6 separate regions of the Mus musculus genome follow, and all the other regions are linked to region 6. Evidence: chromatin contacts called from public Hi-C, HiChIP or PLAC-seq and promoter capture Hi-C data. All regions are on one chromosome and are shown on one strand. Each heading gives the region's core, a stretch centred on a gene start, on an enhancer-like site or on the middle of the called end of the contact. The rest is flanking DNA. Distances are from core to core; before and after follow the strand shown. Region 1 holds the start of Zfp647 (zinc finger protein 647). Region 2 holds the start of Gsdmd (gasdermin D). Region 3 holds the start of Zc3h3 (zinc finger CCCH type containing 3). Region 4 holds the start of Commd5 (COMM domain containing 5). Region 5 holds the start of 1110038F14Rik (RIKEN cDNA 1110038F14 gene). Region 6 holds the start of Mroh1 (maestro heat-like repeat family member 1).

Evidence for each region. Promoter capture Hi-C pulls out the DNA fragments that hold promoters and counts their contacts. Hi-C and Micro-C count contacts between places; a contact is called where the count stands out from the background. HiChIP or PLAC-seq counts read pairs in DNA pulled down with a chosen protein or histone mark.
Region 1: an H3K27ac HiChIP or PLAC-seq map of embryonic stem cells shows a contact between it and region 6, with 8 read pairs. The contact joins the promoter of Zfp647 here to the promoter of Mroh1 in region 6. A contact is called at or near these places in 6 of 39 promoter capture datasets (the C10 cell line, liver, neutrophils and 2 more), 1 of 15 datasets of contacts at CTCF or cohesin (large pre-B cells) and 2 of 115 datasets of contacts at active chromatin or transcription factors (bone marrow-derived macrophages and embryonic stem cells).
Region 2: a contact with region 6 is called in a Hi-C map of the N1E-115 cell line, with 6 times the contacts expected there. The contact joins the promoter of Gsdmd here to the promoter of Mroh1 in region 6. A contact is called at or near these places in 1 of 484 Hi-C or Micro-C datasets (the N1E-115 cell line) and 2 of 115 datasets of contacts at active chromatin or transcription factors (memory CD8 T cells and pancreatic cancer cells).
Region 3: a promoter capture Hi-C map of liver shows a contact between it and region 6, with 2.2 times the contacts expected there. The contact joins the promoter of Zc3h3 here to the promoter of Mroh1 in region 6. A contact is called at or near these places in 3 of 39 promoter capture datasets (liver, neutrophils and pre-B cells) and 2 of 115 datasets of contacts at active chromatin or transcription factors (microglia and pancreatic cancer cells).
Region 4: a promoter capture Hi-C map of the SN4741 cell line shows a contact between it and region 6, with 4 times the contacts expected there. The contact joins the promoter of Commd5 here to the promoter of Mroh1 in region 6. A contact is called at or near these places in 9 of 39 promoter capture datasets (the C10 cell line, the SN4741 cell line, embryonic stem cells and 5 more), 7 of 115 datasets of contacts at active chromatin or transcription factors (the SCID.adh cell line, T-cell acute lymphoblastic leukemia, bone marrow-derived macrophages and 4 more) and 2 of 9 other capture datasets (embryonic stem cells and liver).
Region 5: a promoter capture Hi-C map of pre-B cells shows a contact between it and region 6, with 5 times the contacts expected there. The contact joins the promoter of 1110038F14Rik here to the promoter of Mroh1 in region 6. A contact is called at or near these places in 8 of 39 promoter capture datasets (3T3-L1-derived adipocytes, the HPC-7 cell line, cranial neural crest and 4 more) and 1 of 115 datasets of contacts at active chromatin or transcription factors (memory CD8 T cells).

Annotation. Positions count from the first base shown.
Region 1 is chr15:76,923,265-76,928,128 of GRCm38.p6, forward strand. It overlaps Zfp647 (zinc finger protein 647), which reads right to left and starts at 2,184. Exons shown (of 5, transcript NM_172817.3): 1 at 2,112-2,184.
Region 2 is chr15:75,859,665-75,864,505 of GRCm38.p6, forward strand. Gsdmd (gasdermin D) reads left to right here and starts at 2,675. Exons shown (of 11, transcript NM_026960.4): 1 at 2,675-2,817; 2 at 3,741-3,964; 3 at 4,580-4,772. The coding sequence starts at 3,745.
Region 3 is chr15:75,839,637-75,844,382 of GRCm38.p6, forward strand. Zc3h3 (zinc finger CCCH type containing 3) reads right to left here and starts at 2,272. Exons shown (of 12, transcript NM_172121.1): 1 at 2,214-2,272; 2 at 1-928. The coding sequence starts at 2,259. Gm34851 (a long non-coding RNA gene) reads left to right here and starts at 3,869. Exons shown (of 2, transcript XR_384203.2): 1 at 3,869-4,450.
Region 4 is chr15:76,896,873-76,901,285 of GRCm38.p6, forward strand. It overlaps Commd5 (COMM domain containing 5), which reads left to right and starts at 3,069. Exons shown (of 2, transcript NM_025536.2): 1 at 3,069-3,120; 2 at 3,480-4,413. The coding sequence starts at 3,533. The coding sequence ends at 4,207.
Region 5 is chr15:76,946,720-76,951,832 of GRCm38.p6, forward strand. It overlaps 1110038F14Rik (RIKEN cDNA 1110038F14 gene), which reads left to right and starts at 1,542. Exons shown (of 5, transcript NM_001347540.1): 1 at 1,542-1,825; 2 at 1,910-2,200; 3 at 2,349-2,433; 4 at 2,825-2,971; 5 at 3,530-4,260. The coding sequence starts at 1,820. The coding sequence ends at 3,669. Gm46534 (a long non-coding RNA gene) reads right to left here and starts at 1,630. Exons shown (of 4, transcript XR_001781744.2): 1 at 1,541-1,630; 2 at 1,293-1,415.
Region 6 is chr15:76,379,000-76,383,683 of GRCm38.p6, forward strand. It overlaps Mroh1 (maestro heat-like repeat family member 1), which reads left to right and starts at 1,514. Exons shown (of 44, transcript NM_175457.4): 1 at 1,514-1,577.

The DNA.
Region 1 (4,864 bases), core at 934-3,433, 540 kb after region 6:
ATATCTGACGCCCTCTGCTGGTCTCCTCAGGAACTGTACACATGTGGTACATAGACATGCACACAAGCAAAACATCTGTACACACAAAATAAAATAGACACATCTGAGAACCACAAGATTCCTCCCCAAATAGGCCCGAGCACAGGGAAGAATTTAGTGTAAGACACCGGTGCGTTTTCAAGTAAGCAAAAAGATAAAGTATCCAACAGATACTGTTAGTGGGGACGATTGAGGGGGAGAGGAGAGAAGCTGGATTCTAATTTCATCCCTTATCTACATAAATTCCATATAGAATCAGTACTCTACAAGTACCAGACAAAATCGGATTATTTAGAAAAATAATCTTGAAGTAAGGAAGCCCCTTAAAACACAGCAAGAAGCCAAAATACTGTAATGGGAAATATTTTGCCCATAAAACAAAACCAATACCAAGATCCTTCTAGTTGTAAAATAAGTAAATAAAATCAAAGAAGACACTTTCTCAATGGAGTAAAAAACAGACAAACAAACAAGAAAGCAAAAAAAAAAAAAAAAAAAAAACCCATAGGGAAGTGTGTTTTTAACATACAGAAAAAGAATACAAGCTGGTGGTCAATCTGACCAGGAATGCAAACAGCTAAAAGACAAACGCAGAGGTGGAAATTGAAACATCTGTATGGCAAGAAAGCCCCAGGGACTGGTCACCTATATGGTGGTAAGGTGGCTTATTAGCTCTAACCTGTTAGTCCCATTCCACTTCTCTGTGTCCCCTACAAGGAAATCCCCAGTGTGCAAAATATCAGAACTAATGTCCACCCAGCTTTAAGTATCTCTATAGTGGAGCTCAGGGGAACCTTCCTTTTATGTTAGTGACAGGAATGTCCACACGCATTAGTAGGAGTGCCTGATTCCAATCATTCTAGAGAGCTCCACAGGAAACTGCTTCTAGTGTCACTATGCATTCACTATGTCAGGATGCTAGGCAGAGTAACATTTAAAAGAACTACTGTGGGCTGGGGAGATGGGCCAGTGGGCATGACATCCAATGTCCTTCTCTGGCCTTAGAGAATACAGCTGTGCCCATACTTCATCGCCCACATACAAGGGAGCTATTATTGTATACAATTTTCCTGTGTGTGCGTGCGTACCTACACATCAGCAAGCACATAGAGGCCAGCAGACAACCTTAGGTGTTATTCCTTAGAAACCTTTCACCATTGGGGGGGGGGGGGGCGGGGGCGGGGAAATACGGTCTCTTACTGGCCTGGAACTCACCAAGTAAGCTACTAAGCGGCAGAGATGGGGATGGCAGCACTCATCAGCACATCCAGATTCAGGTGTCTAACTGAGCCATACATGTGGAGGCTGGAGGGATGGCTCAGCGGTTAAGAGCACACGTTTTTTTCCCCCGTCTAGGACCCACACTTGATTCCCAGCACCCACATGGCGGCTCACAGCCAATTCCAGGGAACCCGATGCCCTCTTCTGGCCTCCGTTGGCACCAGGCATGCACATGATATACAGTACAGATACACACGCAGGCAAAGCACATAAATACATATAAAAAAATTAAACAAGAAAATGCCACGTTAGAGAAGTTGTCATCCATTAAAAGGGGCCTTTGCAAAGTAACAAGAGAGCAACAGCAGAAAAATAAAACAAATCCAAGAAGAAGCTGGGCTAATGGGGAGCAGAGCGGAGCACCTTCAGTTTGACAAGAAATGTCCTTCGCTGCTGAGGATGCATGGGACTTAAAATGCTGTATGGTGGCCCTGACTGTAGTCCGGGTTATGGGAGAGGATCGTGCGAACCCAGGACTTCCAGGGCAGTCTGGGACGCGGTTATTTCACCAGACAAAACCTCATCCACTGCCCAAGCCAAACCAAATTAACCAACCAGTAGGAAACCGTATGCACATCAGAACCGTCTGAACTCCGGACCGGGCTAGCGGGAGCCACCGCGAAGGGTCCCGGGGAGGGGCCTGGAGGGTTCGAGGGACCGGAGGGTGCAGCCTGGGTCAGCAGCCCGGCCGCAGCCATCCATCGGGGGGAAGGGCTGGCATACGCGAGGGCGCGGAGCTTTGGGTGCGGATGAAGGAGAGGGTCCCGCGCAGCCGACAGAGCGCCACTCACCATCTGCCGCAACCTCTCGCCCTGTGGCGGCAGCTTCGGCTCCCTAAGACAAAGGGGCCGTCCCGCCCCGTCTGCGCAGTCGTCAATCTCAGGGGACCCCGCCCCTAGGTCCCCACCCCCAACCCCCACCCCAAGTCCCGGACCGGGACGCGGGAGGATCGGATGGCCGTCCGCCTCCAGCTCTTCTTGCAGGACTTGATGCCCTGCGCCCCGGGGCCACCGAGAGCGTAGGCCTCCGCTGTGCCTAGAGAGACCGCGTGCTGACCCGGACCGCGCCTGCTCTTTGAGGCTGTAGCGGAAGCGGCGGCCGCAGTCCCTACAAATCCGAGTGCCTCCCGGCCTCGCCCCCTCCCTGCCGCCCCTCTTCTCCCGAGGGCCTTCGGTCACTTCCGCCAAGATCTGTGCTTGCCCTCTAGCGATTTCCCTGGTGGCCAGGCAGCCTGGACCACTGGTCTCGAGACCCATCAGGCTGACTCGGGCTGCTTGGGTTTAGTTTACAGTGTAGTGTGTGTTCAACTTCTTAAGGGACGGCCAGTCTGTCTTGTGTCCTCATCAACACATTCCCTAGACTAGCAGTGTATGACAGTTCCAATTGTTGTTTGTATTTGCCCACACTTGGTGTAAGCAGGCTTTTAGAAATTTAGTTATTCGGGGCTGGAGAGAGGCTCAGCGGTTAAGAGCATTAACTGCTCTTCTAGAGGTCCTGAGTTCAATTCCCAGCAACCTCATGGTGGCTCACAACCATCTGTAATGGGATCTGATGCCCTCTGCTGGTGTGTCTGAAGACAACTACAGTGTACTCACATACATGAAATAAATCTTTAAAAAAAATTGAGTTATTCCAGGGCTAGAGGAATGTACAACAGACTGGGTGTTTGACAAACGTGCACGAGGCTGAGTTTAATCACTCGTATCCATGTGAAAAGGCTGGGTGTAATAGTGCTTGCTTAGAACCCCAGCACAGGGGAGGCGGAACAAGGCCGAGCTGTGTAGGGCTCTCTGGCCAGCCAGTCTAGAGTCACTGGCAAGCTTCAGGTTCTGACCTGTTGAGAAGCCCTTTCAAAAGATAAAACAACAAAATACCGTGGTGCGCAGCTCCTCAGACTGACCCTTAGTGGCCCTGTATGCACACATATTCTCTGCTGGAAATTAAAGTCAGGGACTCTAGTATAAGCATATAGTATCTCAGTAGCACTCGATCCTACCCTCCGTTATGGCTTCAATTTTTATTTCTCTAATTGTAGTGGTTACGTGTCTTCTGTTACAAAATACTGGCAGAGGCAGAGGAGGCAGAGGCAGAGTCAGAGGGCCAATCTCTGTGAGTTTGGGGCCAGCCTGGTCTATAGAACAAATTCCAGGACAGCTGAGGCTACACACAAAGCATGGGGCTGGAGGAGGAAATGTCTGGGAGATAGGGAGCAAGAACAGCTCTTGTGGATCAGGGTGATGGAGCCTCCAGGTTTTTGTTCTTGGATTTTTAAAGTGTGTGTGCCCCAGAGGGGGCCAGGTTTTTTTGTTTTTGTTTTTTCGAGACAGGATTTCTCTGTATATCACTGGCTGTCCTGGAACTCACTTTGTAGACCAGGCTGACCTCGAACTCAGAAATCCACCTGCCTCTGCCTCCCAAGTGCCTGGCTGTTTTTTTTTTTTTTAAAGATTTATTATTTATTATATATAAGTACACTGTAGCTGTCTTCAGACACACCAGAAGAGAGTGTCAGATCTCGTAACCACTGAGCCATCTCACCAGTCCCCGAGGCAGCTAGTTTTAAAGCAGTCACAATATAGAGAGGCCACGGATGTCCACGAGACATGAGGGAAGGGGGGGGGGCTAAAAATATTTTGGAGGGTATGGATATATACATCATTGATACAGTTGAGCTCTCTGGGGAGAGTCAGGCATGTCTCTCTCTACATGGGTCCAAAATTGCTTGAAAGAACAAAGAGACCTTGACTAAGGTAGTCTGATGGCTGATCTTCTCGCCTTCATGGGAACCAATCTCTGGGCATGTCTGTAAGGAATTGCCTAGATTAAGTTGAGGTGGGCTGACCCGCCCTAAATGTGTTTCATGAGTTAGATTCTTGACTGAATGAGGAGGGCTGAACCGAGTCTGAGCATGCATGGCTGTCCTCTCTGCGACTGCAGATGCAATGTGACCAGCTGCCTCAAACGCATGCATACATCTTCCCACCATCGTGGACTGTACCTGGCCTTTGAACCACAGGAAACCCTTTTTAAGTTTCCTTTGCCATGCGCTTGTCAAAGCAATGGCAGCCAACTAAAACAACCATCTGCACGGCTGTTTCTAAGACTGGACCAGAGGGTCTTATGGCTTCACTGGTTAGGAAAGCCAAAGGAAGAGCGCCCAGGCTTTCTTATCAGAAAAGGCTTTCTGGTCTACATGTGGGCTCACAAAGAGAAGGCAGTCTGAGGCTAACGCCTCCATTAAACATGGAGTCAGGGAGGCTGGAGAGGAGACTCAGTGGTTAGGAGCACTGGATCTGCCAAGTAAACAGTTCAGGTACCAGCACTTCCATATAAGTACACAACCTGTAACTCCAATTCCAGGGATCTGCCGCCCTCTTCTGGTCTTCTATGGGTACTGCATGCAGGTGGTGTACAGATATACATGCAGTCAAAACTCATAAAAGTAAAATATTGATTAAAAAAAAAGCTGAGATAGCTAAGTGGGATGGCTCAGCATTAAGAGCATTCATATCTCTTCCAGAAGATTTGAGTTTGATTCCCAGTA
Region 2 (4,841 bases), core at 1,425-3,924, 520 kb before region 6:
GAGAGAGAGAACAAGTCTTTAATGTAAAAGCCTAGAAGCAGCAGAATGGAGTACCTCACGAAGGGATAAAGGGCTCCATTGCCAAGACATCTCTGATCTCTGCCCTGGGTATCTCTAGCCAGATCCAAGGTCACAAGGCTTGCATTAGCAGGTGAGCAGAGCTTGGTTTACATCCCCTTTCCCCAAGGCAGGAAGGATGCTGATCCCTCAGGAAGAGAGAAGGCAAAGAAGAAAAGCCCCCTATGCCTAGAGCCAACAACCCCAGAACTTTTCACTTCAGATTACTTTTAAAGTACCGAAAAACGTGAACAAGGAATTGCATCAGCCAAGCTCCCATCTGGAGCAGTGCCCAATCTTCATCATGGAAGCATCACGTGTATGGGCCCCTCCGAAAGCGAGAGCCTACAAATCCCTTAGAGTCAGAATATGAATGAGCTTGAGTTCTGGGGTCCCAGTAGAGATCAGCTCGGTCTAGCAATATGTCCAAATGAAACGTTGGACTGCAAACATCCCTGAAGAGATGAGAGATGTCAATGAAGGGACCCGGCAGTAGCCTGTTTCCACCATGGCCAAGCCTGAGAGAGGGGACACTCTCAAGAGCCTTACATTAAGCTCAAGCCACACTGTTCCAATCCACAGCCTAAGAGAGGCCTTCGAGGGCTGATTATAAGCAACCATGTGCTGGAGGTTAAGTCCACAGCACCTGATACCAAAACACTATGGCCCTGAGGAGCCTGTAGCTGGGTTGAATGCTTCTACTAAACTCCAGATTTATTTAAAACTTTTTTTCTTTATTTTTATTTTATGCTTTGTCTCCTAGTATGTCCCTCTCTGTGTGTAAGGCCCTATGTGTGTGTAGTGCCCACGAAGGCCAGAAGGACTCACTGGATCCTCTGGAACTTGGTCACCAGCTACCATATGAGTGTTAGGAACTGATCTTGAATCCTCTGTAAGACTGCATATGCCCTTAACTGCGGGGCCATCAGACTGCACATGCTCTTAACTGCAGGGCCATCTCTATAGCCCCCCAGGAGTCCAGAGCTTTTTAAGTAAATGTCGTTATTGAGAAGCAATTCATATATCATACACTCGAGCCATTTAAAAGTGCATAATTCTGTGAGTCTAGTATATTCAAACATGTACAGGCAGGGTGGCTCATGCCTTTAATCCCAGCATTCACGAGGCAGAGGCAGGTAAATCTCTGTGAGTCCCAAGATAGTCTTGTTTATTTATTGAGCTTCAGGCTAGCAGGGGATACATAAAGAGACCCTGTCTCAAAGTTAAATTAAATAAACAAATGCATACATAAATAAACTCGTGTGGCTACTGCCCACACCCCAGGACACTGGCAACCATGAACAGTTGGCTTACTTGGGGGATTTCATACAAAATGGCTTGCACAGTGATGTGTCATTTTTTTGTTTGTTTGTTTGTTTGGTTGGTTGGTTGGTTGGTTGGCTTGGATTAGTTTTGGTCTGGCTTCTTCCGCTTGTGGCCGTGTTTTCAGGGTTTATCCACATTCTGCAATGTGTCTTATAGGTGTACTCAAGCTTCTCAGTAGCCATGCAAGCGCCCTATTGAGGGTTGGTGACAGAGCTTGGTCATAGGGGGCTTTCTTGCCTAGTGTGTGCAGGGCCCAGAACTGGACAAAATTTTAATCTATGTATGAATTGATTGTCATTCAGGTCACTTGAGGGTTATCTGCTTGACTCTTTAAAATGTTACCATGGAAACTGGAGAGATGGTGCAGGGGTTAAGAGCACTTGCTGCTCTTACAGAGGACGGGGACTCAAGTCCTGGCACCCACATATGGTGCACTTGCATATATGCAGACAAAACACTCCCACACGTGGGATATAAGTTTTTAAAATCTCAAGAGGAAAATTTAAACTCTACAGCAAACATTGGTGTAGGCATATCTGTTTGACCTTCTGTTTGCTGTATGAGAAACACTTCACCATTGATAGCCACAACCCCAAGATGACCTCTTGCTTTGGATATGCACCTACAAGTCCAATTGCTAGGTCACCTGGTAACTCTACATTCACCCGTTTGAAAAATTGTGGATGTATTCTAGAGCAGCTCTGTTTTCAATTTCCTGTCTGCAAGGACCATGGGGTTTGCTTTACTGCTATTTACTTAGGATGTCAGCCAGCAGAGTAGCTTTGATGCTATCTAGTTTTGATTTGCATTTTCCTGATAACTAATGGTGTGCTTGCTGGCAACTGGTTCAGTTGTGTATTCCTAGAGAAGTCCATTCAGATCTTTTACTATGGCCCAGGTGTTTAAGAAAGAATAAGTGAAGCCTGGTGGTGGTGGCGCACGCCTTTGATCCCAGCACTTGGGAGGCAGAGGCAGGTGGATTTCTGAGTTCGAGGCCAGCGTGGTCTACAGAGTGAGTTCCAGGACAGCCAGAGCTACACAGAGAAACCCTGTCTCGAAAAAAAAAAACCAAAGGGGGGCGGGGTGGGGGGGAAGCGCTGCGAACTTGGAGGAACCCGAACTAGAAGAAAGCGAAGCTCCCGGATCGCAGGGAATTCCCGAAGCCCAGGCGGGCTCCGGGGAGGAGGAGGAGGAGGAGGCTAGGGCAGGCTGCGCAGCTGTTCCGGGAGGGAGGGCTCCTTGAAAGCACCGCGCCCGCTACGTCGGGCTGAAGCTTTACGGTTTCACTTTTGTGTCCTGCCGCCTGAGTTCCGCTCTTGGTCGTGGCTCCCGTTGCTCCCGGGTTGAGCAGACAATAGACCCCTCCCCGGCATCCCAGCAGGTCCTCGCTTCGCTTGGTGGACCCAGATACCTCGGCAGGGGTGAAAAATCGAGGTGAGCCACCCTGCTACCCAGCTCTTCCAGAGCCCAGCCGCCCCTCCTCTATCTAGTGTGGTCTACGCTATGGCCTGGATGCTTGCTTGTTGAGTTGGGGATTTAGCCCTTCCCAGAAGCCCCACTATACCTTGAAGACAGTTTGAAGGGGCCCTAGCAGCTAGGGTCTACCCTCTATGGAGGTCACCCACTAGTGATACAGTGGGACAAGCCTGGTTTGGACTTGACACTGGGGCGGGAAGAGGGGACCGAGTGGGGGGAGGGGAAGGAGGGGGGACTCTCTAGGCTTCTGGGATGATTCCTTGACCCATAAGTCCCTCCCTGATCACCAAGGGCCTTCCTGCCTCACTCTCCACCGTTAGCCCAGAGACCCAGTTTCCTAGGTGTAGAGTTGTTCCTCCACAGTGCCCAGGTTGTCTGTCCCAGGCCTGTTTTGGCCTCTGACCCATGAAAGTTCAATCAGGTCAGGTAGCTCACAGAGCTGTACATGAGAGCCCTGGAGGAAACCACTGAGCCCTGGAACACTGGCTTTGCTGTGGGCTCCTGTGCTAAATCCCTTAGAAGTGGGGGCTTGTGTTCCTTCCCCAGCCTTGGCCCTCAGCCAGGGAGAGCAACAAGGTATCTTAGACTTTAGCAATTGGCCAAAGGCTATGCACAGTAATTAATGATGTAGATAGTATAGACCTACTACAGACTACCTCCTCCTCCTCCTCCCCCTCCCCCTCCCCCTCCCCCTCCTCCTCTTCCTCCTAAGTGCTGTGGCCCCAAGGAGAGACAGATAGGCGAGCCACGGAGTGAATCGTGTCTGTGTTGTGTTGGTCGGGCAGGAATGTGCCAGGACTAACAAGGCAAGGCTACTTTGAAGGGATGGGGTTCCTGAGTGCTGGAGGAACTAAGTACGGAGCCCTGCCGTCTGCCCCCAGGACCATGCCATCGGCCTTTGAGAAAGTGGTCAAGAATGTGATCAAGGAGGTAAGCGGCAGCAGAGGCGATCTCATTCCGGTGGACAGCCTGCGGAACTCCACCAGCTTCAGGCCCTACTGCCTTCTGAACAGGAAATTTTCAAGCTCAAGGTTCTGGAAACCCCGTTATTCATGTGTCAACCTGTCAATCAAGGACATCCTGGAGCCCAGTGCTCCAGAACCAGGTATCTTCTTTCCCATCTTGATCCCCCAAGATTGAACAGAAGGGAATGGGCAAAGCCCAGCCTGCCATCTAACTGGGCATGTTCAACTCTACTCCTCTGGTCCTATTTCCAGAGTAGGGAGGTTTTTTTTTTTAATTAATTAATTTATTTATTTATTTTACGTATGTGAATACACTGTAGTTGGACAGATGGTTGTGAGCAATCATGCAGTTGCTGGGAATTGAACTCAGGACCTCTGTTCCCTCCAGCCCTACTTGCTCTAGCCCAAAGATTTATTTATTATATGTAAGTACATTGTAACTGTCTTTAGACACACCAGAAGAGGGCGTCAGATCTCATTACAGACGGTTGTGAGCCACCGTCTATAGAACCCGTGGAGTCCCAGAGTGGTCAAGGGGGTACTGACCTGACAGGAGACTGAGCTGCTTACCGATGGAACGTAGTGCTGTGGTTGCTGGGATTTGAACTCAGGACCTTCAGAAGAGCAGTCAGTGCTCTCAACCACTGAACCATCTCTCCAGCCTGAGTAGGGAGTCCTTTAAAGGTCCCATCACTACAGAGGAAAGACAAGGCAGTGGCTCCTGGACTAGGACCTTAGAGCTGGTCTCGTTTTAGAACCGGAGTGTTTTGGCTCCTTCAAAGTCTCTGATGTCGTCGATGGGAACATTCAGGGCAGAGTGATGTTGTCAGGCATGGGAGAAGGGAAAATTTCTGGTGGGGCTGCAGTGTCTGACAGTTCCAGTGCCTCCATGAATGTGTGTATACTGCGTGTGACTCAGAAGACCTGGGAGACCATGCAGCATGAAAGGTGAGCCCCTGAAGGGAAGGCATGCCGCTTCCCTTACCTTGAGCAGCCGTGCTTCTAGGGAGCGTTGCT
Region 3 (4,746 bases), core at 1,022-3,521, 540 kb before region 6:
AGGGCTCTCCGAGCGACCCGTGGGCTCTTTTCTGAGGCAGCTACCCATTTGTAGTTGTTTTTCCGAAACTTGCTGGTTCGACAGGACACGAGCAGTGAGGCCTCCCTGACCTGCCTGGCTGTTGCTGGTCTGACTGAAGCCACCACTGGCCCCAAGGAAGCTGGCTGGTCTGAGTGGCCAGTGTTTGCTCTTTGGTCTCCAATGAACTGTTCAGAATAGCTGGTAGAATGAGGGCCTACCTTCCTGCCCAGAGCCACAGCAGTGTGATGGGGCAGGACAGATGGGAAGTGTACCCTGAGGGCCACTTCATTTTCACTGACTGTCCGCCGATGCTCGGGAGAGCTGTCACTCACCCTGCCCACAGACTTCACTACCCGAGGCTTGCCAGGCTCCTTCTGGCAGACCAAGAGGGGGTCGTCCACACTGTAACCCACCTTGGTTCTTCCTGGCCTTGCAGGCTGCAGTTGTCCACCAGGGACCTCAACCTCACTTCCTTGGGGTCTTTGGCCACTCCAAGAGGGGTCATCACAGCCTTCCAAGGACCCCCGCTGGACCCCTGAAGCATTGATGGCACCTGACTTTGATGGTGGCTTGATCTTAATAACCATATTCTGATCTGGACTGAGCTGGACCTGTCTCTCCAGTACATACTGCTGGGGTTCAGGATGCTGGCTATCCTCAGACCTGAGGGATGTCTGAAAAGCAGGATCGCTGGCTGGGTCAGAAGATTCCACAGGCTGATTCACAAGGGAGTATTTCTTGCGCCACGAAGGGCCATGGTGTGAGGAGAAGCCCCTCCGACTTGGACGGGAGTAGCGGGCGCCAAAGGTCCTGCCACCCGGGAACATGGGTGGCTGCCACCGAGTAGCTGATGAGTTGCCCAGGGCAGGGCCATTGCCGTGGAGTGTTTTATAGTCATCAATTAGACCTGAGAAGGCAGAATCACACGCTCAGTTACCTAGGAGATGTGAATAAAAACAGCACCAATCAAGACTACTACCCCTACCCTAATACTCCAGACCTGCTCGCCTTGCTGACTTGAGAGCAGTCCTAAGTGACTGGAAACCATGTAAAGTTCAGTCCAAATCTCTAGGCTTGTCAATTCTGTGAGCACTTCTCCATCACTATTAGTATTTGGCTTGCTTATCCTGAAGATGGCAGCTTTTGTGGTATGACTGCTTCTACCCCCTGGCCTATGAGATCTACAATGTTCTGAGAGCAAGTGTCACTCCCTATACCAAAAAAAAAAAAACAAAAAAAACAAAAAACAAAAAACAAAAAAAACCAAAAAAAAAAACAAAAAAACAAAAAAAAACAGTCAGGGACCAGAAACCTGTGGTGCCTGGGTAAGAACTGGACAAGTCTTCCACTGAGGCCCTGTAGTTTACCCACTCACGGGGAAAATTGCAGGACTGCACCATAGTGCATAACTGTCTTCTCAGAACTGACGCTTCTCTAACCCAGTACGTGACAGACAGAAATAAAAAACAAAAAAACAAAAACACAATGATGACCCAACAGCTAACTAACATCATCTCCTACAGAAAAACACCTGATACCACCACCACAAGGATTTTCCAATGAAGTGACTCATGGAGCCCTGGAAGAAGAGTGAAGGAACGCCAGCAGGCTCGCTGGATCCCCAATAACCAAACACACACACACACAGGGCCTGCCTCGACCCTCGAATCCTGCCAGACACCTCCGGTCGGGTGTTAGGGAAACGCACGAAGTAGTCTCAAATAGGAAGGCCACTTGGACTCTCCTTAGGACATGCTTTTGTGGGGGAAACTTTGAAAACGATATGAACGCTTATAAAGACCAACTTGAGTCTAAACATTTGAAGCTGAAGCTGGTGCCTGGGTAGTCAGCCCTGAGTACGTGGGGGCTGTGCCTGAATCGAGCCAAAGGCACTCAACGGCAGCGGAAGAGAAACGCTTCCGAGCCAGCCGAACCTGGAAGTCGGCTGCCGCGACCACTCGCTGGTAAGACCACCGTGCTATCATCTCCTGACAGCCCCTTGGAGGCCCGGCCCGCTCCCTCGCCCCGAAGCCTGGCGGGTCTGTCACGCGAGGGCCGAACCCGACTCGGCCGCTCCGATGCCCACCCATGACGACCATCGGGAGACCGCAACCGACAGCACTCGCTTCGGAGAGGGTCTACGGCGATCACAAGAAACAAGGGAACACACGGCCCGACCGCAGCCAGCTCACCCTGCAGGAGGCGTATCTGCCGCCGCAGCTGCTCCTTTTCCTCCATCTCCGGAGTCCGCGACGCCTAGCCAGACCCCCTCGACGTCATCGCCGCGCGACTGGTCCCCGCAGGCGGGGAGGAGAGAACGCCGAACTTCACTATGCGTGGACACGGGGTTGGAAGGCACCGTCGCCCCGGCAACCCTGGAAGGACGCATGCGCAGAACGAGAAAAATCCGTCATCTTGAAGCGCCCGGAAGTGGCCCGCAATCTGGCTTCTGCACCAATTCCTGCGCATCATTTCCACCGCTGGGGGTTCCTCGGAAGACTTGGAGGAGATAGGTTGCTAACAGTTTCCCCTAGACCCAGGAATTCCTTTTATCAATTTATTTGTTTGAGACAGGATGTATTTCTGGCTGGAGAGAAACATAACTGGGGAACTCGCTATGTAGACTAGGCTGGCCTCGAACTTACGGAAGTTCTCTTTCCTCTGCCTCCGGACCTGGAATCAAAGGGATGCCATTTTAACGCCTTTGCTGCCGCAGCAGCACGAGAACAGCGAAAAGGAATCGGAGGCAATTTTTTTTTTCGGATGATTACAGGTGTTAAGAAAATTCTTGAGGGCATTTAGTAGGAAAGGCTGCAACCTCTAGAAAATACTGAAAAAAAAAAAAAACTCACGGTAGTTACCACGTGATCAGACAGTCCCACGTCTAGGTGTATAACCAACGCGTAGAAAACACCGATTCTAACATATTTGTATGTCATTATTTATAATAGCTAACCCGAATGACTGTTTACATGGAAATGGGATATTATCCAGTGATTTGTTTTGTTAGAGACAGAATCTCGCTATGTACCTCTGTCTGTCCTGGAATTCCCTATGTAGACCAGGCTGGCCTGGAACTCTCAGAAATCTGCCTGCCTCTGCCACCCAAGTGCTGCAATTAAGAGTGTGCCACTATGTAGGAATGTGCAGTATCTTTGGAGCCCTAAGGCCTCAAGTCCGGCCAAGCCTCTACCAGTGAGCTACATCTGCATAGTCTACTGTTACGCCTGAAAAAGAAGTTCTAGAAGCTGGGTTTGATAGTGAATACCTGTAAGACAAGCATTAAGAAGTGAGGGTAGGGGCTGGTGAGATGGCTCAGTGGGTAAGAGCACCCGACTGCTCTTCCGAAGGTCCGGAGTTCAAATCCCAGCAACCACATGGTGGCTCACAACCATCTGTAACAAGATCTGACTCCCTCTTCTGTAGTGTCTGAAGACAGCTACAGTGTACTTACTTACATATAATAAATAAATAAATCTTTAAAAAAAAAAAAAGAAGAAGTGAGGGTAGATAGCCGGGCAGGCCGGGCAGTGATGGGACACACATTTAATCCTAGCATTCTAGAGACAGGCAGGTGCTCTGGAGGCAAAGGCAGGAGGATCTCTGAGTTCAAGGCCAGCATAATCTACAGAGAAAGTTCCAGGACAGCCAAGTTAGGCACTGAAGGAGTTGAAAAACAAAAGGTTGGTGATAATGTCATAAGACAAGGTGCCCATGTCCCAGCTCCAGCAAGCAGCAGAACTCAGCAGCTTCGGGCATGTGGCTCTGGCTTTAGAGTCAAGAATAGAAGGGACTACTGGGGCAATTGATGCTGTTTAGCTGGAGCTAAGAAATTAGTGGTGATTATGAAGAGACCAGCATCACTGAGGTGAAATCTTCTGGGAAGTATTTTCTAAAAGCAGAAAGAAGCTGTGTTCTAGAAATAGCCGGGGATGTACCTCATGCTGGAAGCCAGACTTGGTAATGTATAAGAATCACCCAAGTGGTACTAGTTTTGAAGGCGTAAAGTGTTATGGAGAGCAGCTTAGCTTGGCACTGTGAGATGCCAGGGAAGGCCATTGGTGAAAGTGCAGCTTGAGTTGCAGTTGATGGCCCAGGCCTGAGGGATCATGCAAAGAAGTTAAGGTCAGGTACCTTAAAGGGAGCCTATGAGAGGCTATTGACGACGCCTAATTGCAGTGAGAAATCCCAGCGTATTAGAGATGCCAGCACCGCACCATGGGATGACCACCAGGAACAGCAGCAGCAGTGGAATGGAGTCAACCAGAGCCTAGAGTGCTACAGAAGGCAGAGCTGGAGAAATGACAGGTCCCTTTGGAGGAACCCCGAAAATCGTGTGGATCCCAGACATTGAAACAAGAAACTATAAACATTGAAGTTGCTTTGGAGACCCTAAAATATTCCAGAGGCCAGAGTTATGTGATACCTGGTAAGGAAATCTGCTAATAGGGAGTGGAACCCACCAAAGAGAATTGTCAATTAAGCATAAATGAATTGAAATCAGACATGGAGATGCAGAGTTTGGAGTTTCCAGCTGGCATTTGGTCTTGCTTTTGTTCAGGATTTCCTCACTCTGATGTTTTGGAATGGTAATGTATATCCTGTGACTTTGGAAGTATGTGATCTGCTTTTTGATCTTGATTTATAAGAGATTACAGTTAAGTGTTTAGATGAATCTTAGAAGAGACTTTGAACTTTGGACTTTTAACATTGCTGAGACTAGGC
Region 4 (4,413 bases), core at 1,819-4,318, 520 kb after region 6:
CACTGACTGCCCTTCCGAAGTTCCTGAGTTCAAATCCCAGCAACCACGTGGTGGCTCACAACCATCTGTAATGAGATCTGACACCCTCTTCTGGTGTGTCTGAACAGTATACAGTGTATATATATGATAATAAAATAAATCTTAAAAAAAAAAAGCAACAGCAGAAGCCAGATGATGCCTCTGATCTCTGCACTTGCAGGGCAGAGGCAGGTGGATCTCAGAGTTTGAAGTCAGCCTGGTCTACAGAGTGAATTCCAGGATACCCAGGGCTACACAGAGAAACACTGTCTCAAAAAAAAAAAAAAACCAAAACTGAACAACCCTGTCTTAGTTAGGGTTTTACTGCTGTGAACAGACACCATGACCAAGGCAAGTCTTATAAAACACAACATTTAATTGGGACTGGCTTACAGGTTCAGAGGTTCAGTCCATTATCAAGGTGGGAGCATGGCAGTATCCAGGTAGGCATGGCGCAGGAGGAGCTGAGAGTTCTATGTTTTCATCCAAAGGCAGCTAGTGGAAGACTGACTTCCACGCAACTAGGGTGAGGATCTTTTCTTTTTTTTTTTTTTTTGGTTTTTTTCGAGACAGGGTTTCTCTGTATAGCCCTGGCTGTCCTGGAGCTCACTTTGTAGACCAGGCTGGCCTCGAGTTCAGAAATCGGCCTGCCTCTGCCTCCCAAGTGCTGGGATTAAAGGCGTGCGCCACCACGCCCGGCTAGGGTGAGGATCTTATACCCACACCCACAGTGACACACCCATTCCAACCAGGTCACACCTATTCCAACAAGGCCACACCTTCAGATGGTGCCACTCCCCTGGTCCAAGGATATACAAACCATCACAACCCCCCAAAACAAAATCAAAGGAACAAAACTAAGAGCAACAAAGCTAGCATATTGGTATCTTTCATCCTAGTACATGGGAGGTAGAGGAGACAGAGAGAGCAAAGGCAGAGGCAGGCAGGTCTCTAGGAGTTTGAGGTCGGGCTGGTCTATGCACTTAAGTTCCAGGATAGCCAGAGCTACTTAAGGCAGGGCTACCCTGTGTTGGGGTTCAAGAATTGCCACATGAAACCCACATCAACCTCAGTTAAGAACTTATTGAACGCATACCCCAGACTCATCAATCAGGACCACCAAAAAGACCCAGAGCCTAAGTGTATCAGCCAGGCCTCAGGGCAGGCGTTTTATAGGAAAAGTCAGGAAGTGAAGAGGCATAACATTTTTGGCTAACCATACAGCTAACTTATTGGTCTTAGGTGAAGTAAGAGAGGATGGGGGGCGCAATACATTGAGATAATAGAGTAGAGGTGAACCCTAACTTTTTGGCTGAGTAGCAGTCTCCAGTGTCAGCTATGGATAATTTCTTCTGGGAAGTGGAGCCTGAGAACCTGAACTTAATTTTAACTTATGAACAAAATGGAGACTGGATACAAAATGGCTCCAGTTATGTTAAATAGAGAGCAGGCTCCACACTCTCCCTTAAAATACCACCAGCCGCCGGGCGTGGTGGCGCATGCCTTTAATCCCAGCACTCGGGAGGCAGAGGCAAGTGGATCTCTGAGTTCCAGGACAGCCTGGTCTACAAAGTGAGTTCTAGGACAGCCAGGGCTACACACAGAAACCCTGTCTCGGAAAAACAAACAAACAAACAAAATGCCACCAGCCATGGTGACCTCTGTCTCCACATGCACACATATGCACATGCATTTACACATACATGTGTACCCACACACACGTGAGCACACACAGAAATGCACATCCCCTTCGCTAAAAAAAAAAAAAGATCCCCAAACAAAAGGCTTTTATGAACATATATTAGATATAGGTTGAATTTTGTTCTTCAAAAGATATCCTGGAGTCCTAAGATCTCCGGAACCTGAGAGTAAATGAGACACTATTTGGAACAATGGTCCTGGTAAGTGAAGTCATGAGAATGCTTACAGGAAAGTCGAAATCCCACCTAAAGATGGAGGCAGTGAGCCAGGAAGTGGTGGCATGGCACATGCCTTTAATTCCAGCATTCAGGAGCAGAAGCAGTCTGTCTGGAGACAGAGATTAGAGTGATATATCCAAGCTAAGGAATGTCAAGGATGTTTGGCTGCAAGCTAATGTTGCAAGGGGCTCAAGAACATGGTCCTATCAACACTTAGAGCTTCTGGAACCATTATATTTCTGCTATATCACGAAATTAATTTTGGCTGCTTAGGAAGTGTGTGTGTGTGTGTGTGTGTGTCTGTGTGTGTTATTTATTTAAGATGGAATCTCTGTGTAGCCCTGACTGGCCTAGAACTCACAGAGATCTCTTTGCCTCTGCCTCCCAAGTGTTGGAATTAAAGGTGTACACCATAACGCCCAACTTCCTCCAATCTCTGATGAAGCAACACACCAAGTTCTTCAGGTTGACCTTGAACTCACTCTGGAGCCCAGATTAGCCCTGCCTTGGGTTTGCGATCATCCTGTCCCAGGCTCTTCCGATCACTCGCTTATATCACCAGGGCTGGGTCATTAGCCATTCATACCATCCTTGATAAAACGTCCAGACTTTGCCGGCAAAATTAATCACCTACCCCAAAAGCTTCTTGGGGCTATAATGCATATACCACACAAATTTACCCCCCCCCCCCACTTCTGCGGGGAATTCTGTTTGGTTTATTGAAATTGTTTGGGTTTGTTTGTTTGTTTGTTTGAGACAGGGTATGTAGCGCTGCCTGTGCTGGAACTCTGTGTAGACCCGACTGACCTTGAACTGTTTCTGCCTCCTAGTGCTCGGATTAAAAGACGTGGGCCGCCGCCTAGACCATCTAAGTATTTTAAAATATGCAATTCGTTGGCATCAACCACAATAATTCTTACGTCTGTTCTTCACATGGGGCTGCACAGGCCAGCAGAATCCATGCATCCCACACGGAAGCTAACTGAACTTTCCTCTCGCTTCCCAAAACACTGTTAGAAGGCAAGCGACCGGGCGGCGCATGCGCTCGGCTCCCGGGACCACAGAGAGCCACGGTCGCGCTTTCCTAGAGCGGCCCGGAAGTGTCTAAGTGGCACTTCCTGAGACTCGGCCAAGTTTCAGCTGCTGCCAGCCACAGCCAGCTCCTGCGGATAGCTTCCTCCAGGTGCAGAGGGCGTTCAAGGCTTAGTTTGTATTTGTAATGTGTGATTTAGGTCTTCCAGAGCTATGATGAGGATTCAGGGTTTGGGGGGGTCCTCGTTCCCTATTTATGTAGGATTTTGGTGCGCGCTTCAGTTTCTTGGTTCTTTTCCCTGCCAACTGTTAAATCTCCGGGACGCCTCCCTTCTGCTAGACTCAGGCGGGCTCCTTTGCCGCAAGGTCTCAGGGCCACCTCCAAAGCATGCATCCTATTTGCTATCTATCCTTGGTAGACAGGCGGGTGGGAGCCCCTCATCCACCCCCAGTTTTTAGTACATGAAGCTCCCGAGTAGGAAGTCACTTGTCTCTCCTTCACCTCTCCAGGCTACTGTGGTTAGTACCTTCTCTCCGGCCTGGTCAAGAAAGGGAAAGGAAGGATGTCTGCGTTGGGGGCTGCGGCTCCATACTTACACCATCCAACTGACAGTCACAGCGGCCGGGTCAGTTTCCTGGGTTCCCAGCCCTCTGCAGAAGTGACGGCAGTGGCCCAGCTCTTGAAGGACTTAGACAGGAGCACCTTCAGAAAGTTGTTGAAACTCGTAGTCGGGGCCCTCCATGGGAAAGACTGCAGAGAGGCCGTGCAGCACCTTGGTGCCAGCGCCAACCTGTCAGAGGAGCGTCTGGCCGTCCTGCTGGCGGGCACACACACCCTGCTCCAGCAGGCTCTCCGGCTGCCCCCTGCCAGTCTGAAACCAGATGCCTTCCAGGACGAACTCCAGGAACTTGGCATTCCCCAAGATATGATTGGAGATCTGGCCAGTTTGGCATTTGGGAGTCAACGCCCTCTTCTCGACTCTGTAGCCCAGCAGCAGGGATCCTCGCTGCCTCGTGTGTCGAATTTCCGGTGGCGGGTGGATGTGGCCATCTCAACCAGTGCTCAGTCCCGCTCCCTGCAACCGAGTGTTCTCATGCAGCTGAAGCTCACAGATGGATCGGCACACCGCTTCGAGGTGCCCATAGCCAAATTCCAGGAGCTGCGCTACAGCGTGGCGTTGGTCCTTAAGGAGATGGCAGAGCTGGAGAGAAAGTGTGAGCGCAAACTGCAGGACTGAACCCTGGTACTGTGGGGTGCTGAAGCTGGTACCAGAACCCAGCCGCACTGGTGATGAGGATGTAAGAACATATTTTAAGTGAAAAGACAGCTGGGACTTTTGGGTTTTGTTTTACAAGTAAACAGCTGGGCTGAGGCTGGAGAATGTGAAATGTAAGGCCGGCCTGGCTGGGTTTTACGTAGTGAGGCTCAGTTTCGAATTAAAGA
Region 5 (5,113 bases), core at 292-2,791, 570 kb after region 6:
CCAGACATTGGACGGTTGGAGATTGACTTTTGCTTTTGATTGTGGCTGTGCCCTGATATTTTCCCTCTCGAAGGAAGAAACTGTTTTAGTGGAGCCCACAGTTAAGAGACTTTTAATTGTAAAAAGACTTTGGATTTTAAAAGAGATGGCTATTTTAAAGAAATTGAAATTTTAAGAATATGTAAAGACTGTGGGACTTTTAAAGTTATCCGTTGTTAAGAGCTCTGTCGGATGTTGTGTAGGAGCTTGGAAGACAACGTTGAGAACACTGCAGAAGATGGAGGTCTGGTTTGTGAAATTTCAGAGGGAAAATTAAAGACTCTTTTCAGGGCCATTGCTGTTTTGATTGTGAAGATTCTGTAGTTCTGGTTAGCTGGGGCTGAAGAATCAGCTGTGATTAACAAGATACCAGAACTACTAAAGCAAAAACTTTGCATTACTGGGACTATTGATGCTGGTTAGCTGGAGCTAAGAAATTAGCGGTGATTAAGAAGAGACCAGCATCATTGAGGTGACATCTTCTGGGAAGTGTTTTCTGAGAGCACAGTGGCTGTGTTCCAGATATAGCCAAAGTTGTACATTGTGCTGTGGCTGGACTTGGTAATGTGTAAGGGTCACCCAGGTGGTACTGGTTTTGAAGGCATGAAGGAGTTGAGCAGAGCACTTACTATCACTCCTAGTGACCCTCTAGGAAAATTTTTGCTTCCTGTCCCCATAACTCTAGGTTCTGCTGGCCTAGAAGTTTTGGCTCCAGAGAAGGGAGTGCTCCTACCAGGAGCTACAACAAACATTCCATTGAACTGGAAGCTCAGACTTCCCCCTGGTCATTTTGGGCTTCTAATGCCCTTAAACCAACAGGCTAAAAAAGGAATAACAGTGTTAGGAGGGGTGATAGATCCAGATTACCATGGGGAAATTGGATTACCTCTTCACAATGGTGGTAAGCAAGATTATGTCTGGAGTGTAGGAGATCCCTTAGGGCGTCTCTTAGTACTACCATGTCCTGTGATTATTAGGACACAGTATATATGTCGCCATTCCAAAAGTGTGGAATAGAGGCATAGCGAAGAAATACTGAAACAAAGCAGGATTAGAAGCCTGTAGGAAAAATACCAAATCCTGTAGCTCCATGACTGGTATCTGTAGTCCTAGGGCTAGACCGCTATGATAGCTATTGCTATTCTTGGTTGTCATTTTGACAACCCACACCTGTAATTATCCTAAACCTCAAGGGGTAAGGAGTTCCTGTAAGGAAATTTTCTTGATTTTTCGTTTGAGGTGGGAAGATGCACCTTAAATCTGGGCCAGGTCTTCGGGTGGCAGCCTAATGGTCGTGGAAGAAGGAAGTGCATGCTTGCCCCGACTCTCGTTGGAAAGTTCACTCCATTGCCATTAGAGCCTAGTTCTTCAGGATTCTGAAGTATACCGGGGACAAGCTGAGCCATCTGTCAACGCCTGCGCCCCGCCCCGCCCCGCCCCGCCCCGCCCCGCCCCGCATAATCCACCTTGCCCCATCTCTGGGCGTTCCCCCCGACCCCACCGGTTCCATTCTCTCCAGGAATCAATTGTCTTGTTTCTTGGCGGCACACTCTGCTGGGTTCTCCGAGGCCTTTAAGTTCATCCCCGTGCACTCTGTCTCCTAAAATTACAAGCACAGCCTGAGGCGCTCCATCCACCCAAGTGCTTTCTGTCCGGCGCTGAGCGCTTGCTCTGGCTCCGCTGCGCTTTCTGCGGAACCTTGTGTCGTAGACGTGTTTCCAGAGGAGTGAGTTCGCTGTGGTAGTTAGGATTTACCAGCTTCCGGCGGCCGCTCCGACTAATGGCGGTGAGCTGTGGGAGAAGGCGTGTTTGTGGCGAGGCCCTAGGTGGGGAGACCCTGTGAATTTCGTCCTGTCTCACGATTTTTCAGGAGCCAGGGCGTCCTGCTCGGGAGGCACCAGCAGCCTCAAGTCGGAAAACTCATCGCGCTCCGCGCAGACCCCGGCCCTCTCGCTCAGCTTCCGGTGCCTCGGAACCTCCTCTCCGCAGTTCAGTGCAACCTGCATGCGACTCCGCCGCCGGAACCCATCCCGTAGGCAACACAGTAGCGATGAAGCAAAAGAAAAAGAAAACCCCCAACAGGGTCTCTGGGACAAATGGAAGCGAAAAGCCCTCGGAGAAACCTGCCCCGGACGAAGCTCCTCCTAGCGCTGAGGCCCAGGCAAGGATGGTACTCCCTGCGAGCTTTCTGGGCGCTAATCCGCCTGCCTCTGTGGGCGAGCTGTGCGGAATTAAGGCGCTGAAGGTATGGGAGTGGGGTCTGCGGGACCCTGTTACCCATCACAACCATGTCCTCCTTTCTGTCCCAGGCGGAACAGCTGGCGCGGGAGCTGGCCTGGTGTGTGGAACAGCTGGAGCTGGGTCTCAAGACGCAGAGACCTACCCCGAAGCAGAGTGAGGGACCCTTCTCTACAGTTAGGGAAATGTAAACGGTGACAGTTCTGTGGTCTGATGGTATTGCCAAGGGGTGGGGTTGTTGCTTTTGGTTGGTTTGCTTTGTTTAGGTGTACTGAAACTTAGTTGTGTAGACCAGGCTGGCCTGGAATTCAGAGATCCGCCTGCCTCTGCCTCCCCAGTGCTGGGATTAAAGGCGTGCGTCACCCCAGCTGGATGGGAATTGTTTGTAGTAGGATGATATGAGTGTGTTTGAAGTCACTAGCTCTTTTTCTTTTTCTTTTTCTTTCTTCTTTCTTCTTTCTTCTTTCTCTCTTTCTCTTTCTCTTTCTCTTTCTCTTTCTCTTTCTCTTTCTCTTTCTCTTTCTCTTTCTCTTTCTTTCATCTGCAGAAGAGCAGGCTGTTGGGGCAATCCGAACGCTGCGCAGTGAAAAAACCCCCTTGCCCCGGAAGAGACAGCTGATGCGCTCCTTGTTTGGGGACTACAGGGCTCAGATGGATGCAGAGTGGCGGGAGGCCCTACGGGCTCTAAAGGCTGGTGAGGAACTAGAAAGCGATTGGTTCAGTACATTAACGTCAAGGGGGTAGGGAGAGGCTCAGCTCAGCAGGGTTGGTGTGGGAAGAGATGGGCTCGGGGGCGGGGGGGATGTAAGTGGGGAGAAAGTATTCTCTCTTAGGGGACAGAGGTCCTGGGGGGAGGAGGGCCGAGGTCCTCACCTCGTTCTGTTTTGGGGATGAAAAAAACAGCTCCTCTGTCTTAGCCTGGGCTCACTTCACTGGCCATAAAGCCAGGTACCAGTTGGACTTTAGTTCCTGGGACTAAATAATAAATAACTTGGACATAAGTCCTGGATCTGTTACTTAGATCATACAACATATCATTTTGTGAAAATGATCTAAATTTTGTTACTTAGATCATATAACATTTTTGATAAGTTACTACATCTCTTGAGTCTCATATGGGAATGACATTATTTACTTTAAGATAATTTTTCAGTTTTTTTTTTTTTTTTTTTAGTTAGGAAAGTTGTGTGGGTAATTGTAACTGCATGGATGAAAGTTAGCTATTCTGACTCTCTGCTCCCCCTTCCTACAGCCACCCATTCGGCCCAGGTACAGCTCGTCAGTGAGGCCACCAGAAAGAAGAGCGGAAGGGTCTGCAGGCCTCGTCCTGCAGAAAGAGCCAAAACCACTCCGGACTTGACCAGCGAAGAGTTTCGGTTCAATTTCTTTTAGGGTCTCCTACATGCTGGACCGCTCATCCCCCTCCAGGGTGGGGTGGGGATGTGTCCTGATTGCAGGGCCTTCCCAGGAATTCTCTCAGCAGAAGTGGGGTTGGTTTGTCCTTCATTGCAGCATGGACCTGAAGCGGCTGGCCTATGTGAGGCTGCTATGTGGATGTGGAAACCTTTGAAGGAAATGTTCTTCATGTCAGAAGAGAGGTGCAGAGTAGCTGCTGATGATAAGGAACTGTGGGGAAGTTGTGGACACAGTGGGCTCACTTTTGAAAAGATGCTCAGGCCATTTTTCTAGTGCTTTGTATATTGTTATATCGCCTTAATAAATCTTTTCTAAGGAAATAGGATGGTGTGAGAGAGAGAGTTCCGAATGTGTTAGAGGAGGCAAGACTGCTTGGTCCAGCTCTGATCCAGGACTTAGTCCTTTGCTGCTGTTGTTGCTGTTTCCCTCAGCAGGTTGTCGTCTTCTGGAGCCAGTGTGGTCTCCATCAAGCCACGTTTTGTTTTTAGGAGCTAAGAAGCTACTCACTGTCTTAGCCTGAGCTGAGTCTTAGCAGACTGCATCAAAACAAAACAAACACAACACAACCTTTATGTGTGTGAGTGGTATTTATGTGTGTGAGTATGAGCATGCTATGTGTATAAAAGCATCTTTTATTTGCCTGGTGTAACTGTCTCCAGAGGCTCACTGCCTTCGTCTGCTAACCTAGGCCTAGACCTGGAAGCTTCTCGCTTGGTCTTATCTAGGCCTAGAATGTTTTCAGTGTCTGAGACCTACTGCTGAATAAGCTCACCCTTTTTAGCACTTTCTGAGCTCTGTGAACTCAGCTGTTCTGACTCAAACGCCTCTGCTAGCTGACTGACTCAATCTGGCTTCTCTCTCTCAGCCTCTTATTTTTAGCTCTGCTTGGCCTCAGACTAACTCTGGCAATCCGTTCTAATCCTCTGGCTCCTCTCATTCTCTAGCTCACTCTGTCTTCACCTGTGTCTAGCTTGTTCTCTTTCTGCAACCTGGTAAAACTGCCTCCCCACCCCCTCTCTCCCCTGCCCCTGCTCCTCCCCCTTCCCCTTAAGTAACTTTCCTTTCCTCTCACTTCCATATCCTATTATGTCAAATCTTTCTGATTTGTCACTTTGCCACTCAGAAGTCACTTTCCAATATTGTGCTTCCTTCTACAAACCACCTTCATGATTTGGGATTAAAGGCATGAGCTATAGCCGAGCCACACCACAACTAAAGACAGGTTTCTGCAGTAAGTAATACAGTCTCAGGGCTCACAGTGTGATCAAATGTCCTGCACGTGTGTGGAAGCGCAGTCTCTAGACTTGGTGGCAGTTGCCTTTACTCAGCCATTTGGCCAGCCCTGCCAGGGTTGACATCTGTACTGTACCCACTGCTCCACTGAGTTCAGATCTTCAGGTAAACCAGCAGTGTTCACACC
Region 6 (4,684 bases), core at 264-2,763:
ACTGCAAGGTTTTTCAGGCTGGGGGCGGGGGAGAGCAACGGGGGGGGGGCTCCTGTGTGTTAGCATGGAAAAGACCTCCTTCCCTGGCAGCTACCCAAGTTAGTCCCCTCTCTCTGTTTTCTAGCATTTTCCTAGGCCATGACCCCATCCACAAAGTGCTTCACTCTCTTTTTTTTTTTCTTTTAGATTTATCTATTTATTATATGTAAGTACACTGTAGCTGTCTTCAGACACTCTAGAAGAGGGCATCAGATTTCGTTATGGATGGTTGTGAGCCACCGTGTGGTTGCTGGGATCTGAACTCTGGACCTTCGAAAGAGCAGTTGGCGCTCTTAACCACTGAGCCATTTTGCCAGCCCCAAATGCTTCACTCTCTTACTCAGAGAGTCCTGTCCTGTCTTTTTCTCTCTTGGGCTCTATCCTCTCAGTAGAACTCATCCAAGTCCTTCTCATCGTGGAAAAAGAATATTGGCTGTGTGTTTGCCTCTGACCTGGTTCAACCGCAGCAGCTTAATTTCCACATCCAACGATGCTGTCAGCCTAGATACATGGTAGCTGCTTCCCCTTTGACAGGTTCTTGGTTCTTTTGCTTTCAGAACTCTACCCACAACTTTCTCTTGTTTACACACATCTGGGTGATTGCAACCTCTGGTTCTTTGCAGGTGCCAAGTCTTCCTGGCATGATCGTCCCCAACTCTCTTATCTAACCTTGCTTTCTTGGCACCAAACCCAAAGTTTATCCTGTAGTATGGCTTACTTTTACTTTTTTAGTCACCTCTTTCCAGCCTTAGAGGCTTTAGCTGCTCCTGGAGCTGGAATAACAGTGGTAGGTAGCAAGCAGCCCAGGTAGCTAGGACATGATCATCTTGATTCCCAATGTCTTGTTGATAGGTTGGACATGTACCTCTGTTGGGCATGGCCATGTGTACATTTAGGGGTTTGGGGTAGTTTTAGGCGTTTAGTGTGTGACCAATGTACAACAATGACAATACCTTGTGTGTGTCCGTGACAGCTGGGTTGTTGTTTTGTTTTGTTTTTTTTATTTTTGTTTTCTTCCCGAGATAGGGTCTCACTTTTTATCCCAGACTGTCCTAGAACTCACTATGTAGACCAGGATGGCCTCGAATTCATAAGGATCCACCTGCCTCTGCCTCTCCAGTGCTGGGATTAAAGGAGTGCGCCACCGGTCCCGCCTGGTGGAGTTTTCTGCAGTTGGAGGCCGAGTCCGAATACTCTCGAGAACAGCGCTTGCGCAGACGGCGTCTGGCGCAGCAGCAGTACTCACACTTGTCTTGTGAAATGGTCACCGGACCGCTGGGGTACCCAGCAGAGAACAGGAAGAAGTAGGTGTACCTAGGCGCTCCATGGAGCGGAGAGTGGGCGGAGTTAACGTGAGGGACAGAACTCTGACCAATGAGTGTGGAGATCGCACGGAGGCGGGGCCAAATTGCCGCGCGCCAGGCCGCAGTTGGCCAGAGGGCTGCGGGGATGGGCTTGGGGCGCTGCTCCGCCTACTCTGAGACGCTTGGGGCATAGAGGGCGGCGCCCGGGCCGTGGCGGCGGCGGCGGCTCCTCAGGTAAACGGCTTGTTAAGGCTCATCTTTGGTGGTGGGGGCCAGGCACCCTTTGAGGAACTTGGACCAGAGAGCCTAGGGGCCTCCCCATCTGCCAGCAGCAAGAGAAGCTGTGTCAAGGGGCGCCTCCCCAAGGTCAGCGGGCCGGTGCCAGGAGGTGCTGGGAGATCTCAGGTGTGCCCAGCGGGCCCGGCTTCGCATCTTACACCTGGAAGGGATCTCGGAGCTTGCGATTCAATTCTGACTTGTCAGACATCGGCGCGTGGTCCCTGGTCCCTGTCCCTGCTGTCTCGTGGGTCGCGTGATCCATGTCCTAGTCCCTTCCGGGAACTCGGTGACTCAAGACCCTGGTCCTTTGCGGGGTAGGGGCTACGTGTTCAGGTCTTTGACCTCCGCAACTGGGCTACCGGCATTTCTGTCTCTTTCATAAAACTGAGCCTTAATTCAGGGACTTGCAAAGCGAGTGCTCACCGCACCGCAGCCACTCGTCTTTCTGTATTCTCGTTGCGGATTAAAGGAGGCGGTGTAGAGCAGGAAAGTGATTTGTCCAGAGTCACGAGGATTGCTGGCCCCAGGGAGAAGGCCACAAAACTCTCAGAGTATAGAATTCAGGCAAGGTGAGAGCTAGGTGAGGTGGAGCCAGGGCTGACACTCCAGGTTTGGGATTCCAATTTTCCAACCAAGTCAGTGCAGTTATGCAGCAAGACTCTGCTCTACCCTGTACAGAGCTCAAGGTAATGGATGGAACCGTAAACTCAAGTGCAGTGAGTAAGCATAAGGACCTGCGGGAGAGGGATAGAGGGCGGCATCTGGAGACCTGGGGCTGTGAGCTGGAGTTACTGTTAAGGCAGAGGCTAACTTTGAGGGGCTAGTCTTGGTTGGAGGCAGGAAACTCTTTGGAAGGAAGGGGATGGTAGTAGAAATGGAGGAACAGCCTGCGACCTAGTTAATTAAATGGTAAAATTAAAAAAATTCAGGAAGTAGGTAGGTGGAGCAGGGCAGGGGTGAAGGTGAAGGGTTAAGTCTTAGCTGCTCTGTTAGACTTGGTTGGCCATGGTCATCTAGATGGAGACCCCCAGCAGACACAGGGTTGATGGGGCACCAGAGCAGAGATCCTATGCAAACCACTGGTTGTGGGATATTCCTGTGGAGCCTGTGTTTATGACTTGGCTGGCTGTGCAGTCTCTGCACCTGCAGGCCGGGGAGATGCTTCTGCCAGCAGGCTCTACTCTTAGGCCTTAGGCTGAGATGTGTGGCTCGAATGAGGAATGTCTTTCTGGGCTCTACTGTCAAAGTCGATGGCTGAGGCCTGGCCGCCTTCATTAACTTGAAACGGATGTCCAGGCAGGCAGCCTTACTCAAACCTGCATCTTGTCATATCTCCCTCCCTCAGAGGTGACTGTCAAGGGACTCCAGAGGCCAGAGGTGGGACCTGTTGACCTGTGCTTGTCTCAGTTCCCGGTCACCTGTGTGTGGGGTTGGAGATGTTTGTGTTTAGTTTTCTTTCCTACGGTTCTCAGAGGCCCAGGTGAGAAGCAGGATTGCTGTTGTCTGACGAGCAACTCCAGGCCTCCCAATGGCTTTTTGTTGAGCTAAGTTGTTTTGAAGTCAGAAGACATCCTTGCTGGCGTCAGGGTACACAGCTCGATCCACTTTGGGACATAACACTGGAAGGGTTTCTGCGGCTCTTGTGATCACTTGGCTGCTGAATGTCATAGGGATGGTGCTTTCTTTTTGGGGGGGGGGGTGTTTCGAGACAGGGTTTCTCTGTATAGCCCTGGCTGTCCTGGAACTCACTTTGTAGACCAGGCTGGCCTCGAACTCAGAAATCTGCCTGCCTCTGCCTTCCGAGCGCCTGGCTGGATGGTGCTTTCTTCCCGGGCCTGCAGGGTCCCCCTTGCTTCAGGGGTTTGCATGGAAGCCCAGTTCCACGTGGCTTATTTGAGAAATCATATTCTTGGTGGATGGTGAGCAGTGAGCTCCTGACTGTATTACCTTGGGACACCATCTCAGATTCTTGCTGGTTCCTCTAGAAGTTGACCCCTCTCTGGCCCAATTCCTCCCAAATAAGGCATTCTGTGACTGCGTGTGCCTGGACACCACCCATCCCCCCACCGGCTGCTTATCTTTGCCTTGGGGCTATATTTTATCTGAGACTGAGCCCAGCAGGAATTTGCAAAATGCTTCATGTGCATACTGGTTCTCGGTTCATATAAATGTAGGTGCTGTGAACTGGCTGTAATGGTGTACACCTGTAAAAAAATGAAAAGCAAGAAAGAAAAAAGAAAAAAACCCTACTATACGGGAAGGAAAGGCCCCACCAACCCTGTCTGTCATCATCTCTCATTTGCTTTGCTTTTTTGTTTTTCAGTTTTGTCCCAGCCTAACTAATACTCACATACAGAAACGTCTGTGTCCTAGAGCAGAACATCTCTAAATGATGGGGAAGGGGATTGACAGTGTAGACCAGTAGCAGCCGCTCCTCAGGCTCTGTCACCCGTGCCATGCATCCAGCAGCAAAGGTGGTCCTTGTCTTTATCGTGTCAGATGTTACTGGACACAGACCTTGCTGCTGCCTGGCTTCCCGCCCAGTCAGAGTCTGAATATGTGAACACAGGTGCAGGACATCAGTCCCTGGTGGCTGTGGCAGCGCAGTAAGTGCAGGACATCAGTCCCTGGTGGCTGTGGCAGTGCAGTAAGCACATGGAAAGCTGTCTGGCTCTAGAGCCATGGCCTGAACTGTCCACTTTGCCACACTCTTATCAACTTTGGAAAGACAGCAGGCATTGCACTTTGTCCTAAGGGATAGTCAGCAGAGACTCTTGTGTATCTACTCTGAGAATTCCTGTGTGTCCTTTTGCTTGTTTGTTTTAGTAATGTACAAGCTATATTTGCACACTAATTTTTAAGTAGACCAGTCTCCTATTACACATGTGTTCAATTTGTTCTTTATTAAGACAGGATCTCTCTATTATGTAGCCCTGGTTGTCCTGAAACTCTATGTAGACGAGGCTGGTCTTGAACTCACTAAGATCCACCTGCCAACCGCCTCCTGAGTGATGGGATTAAAGACATCCGTCACCACTTTATATTATTTTTAAATATTAATA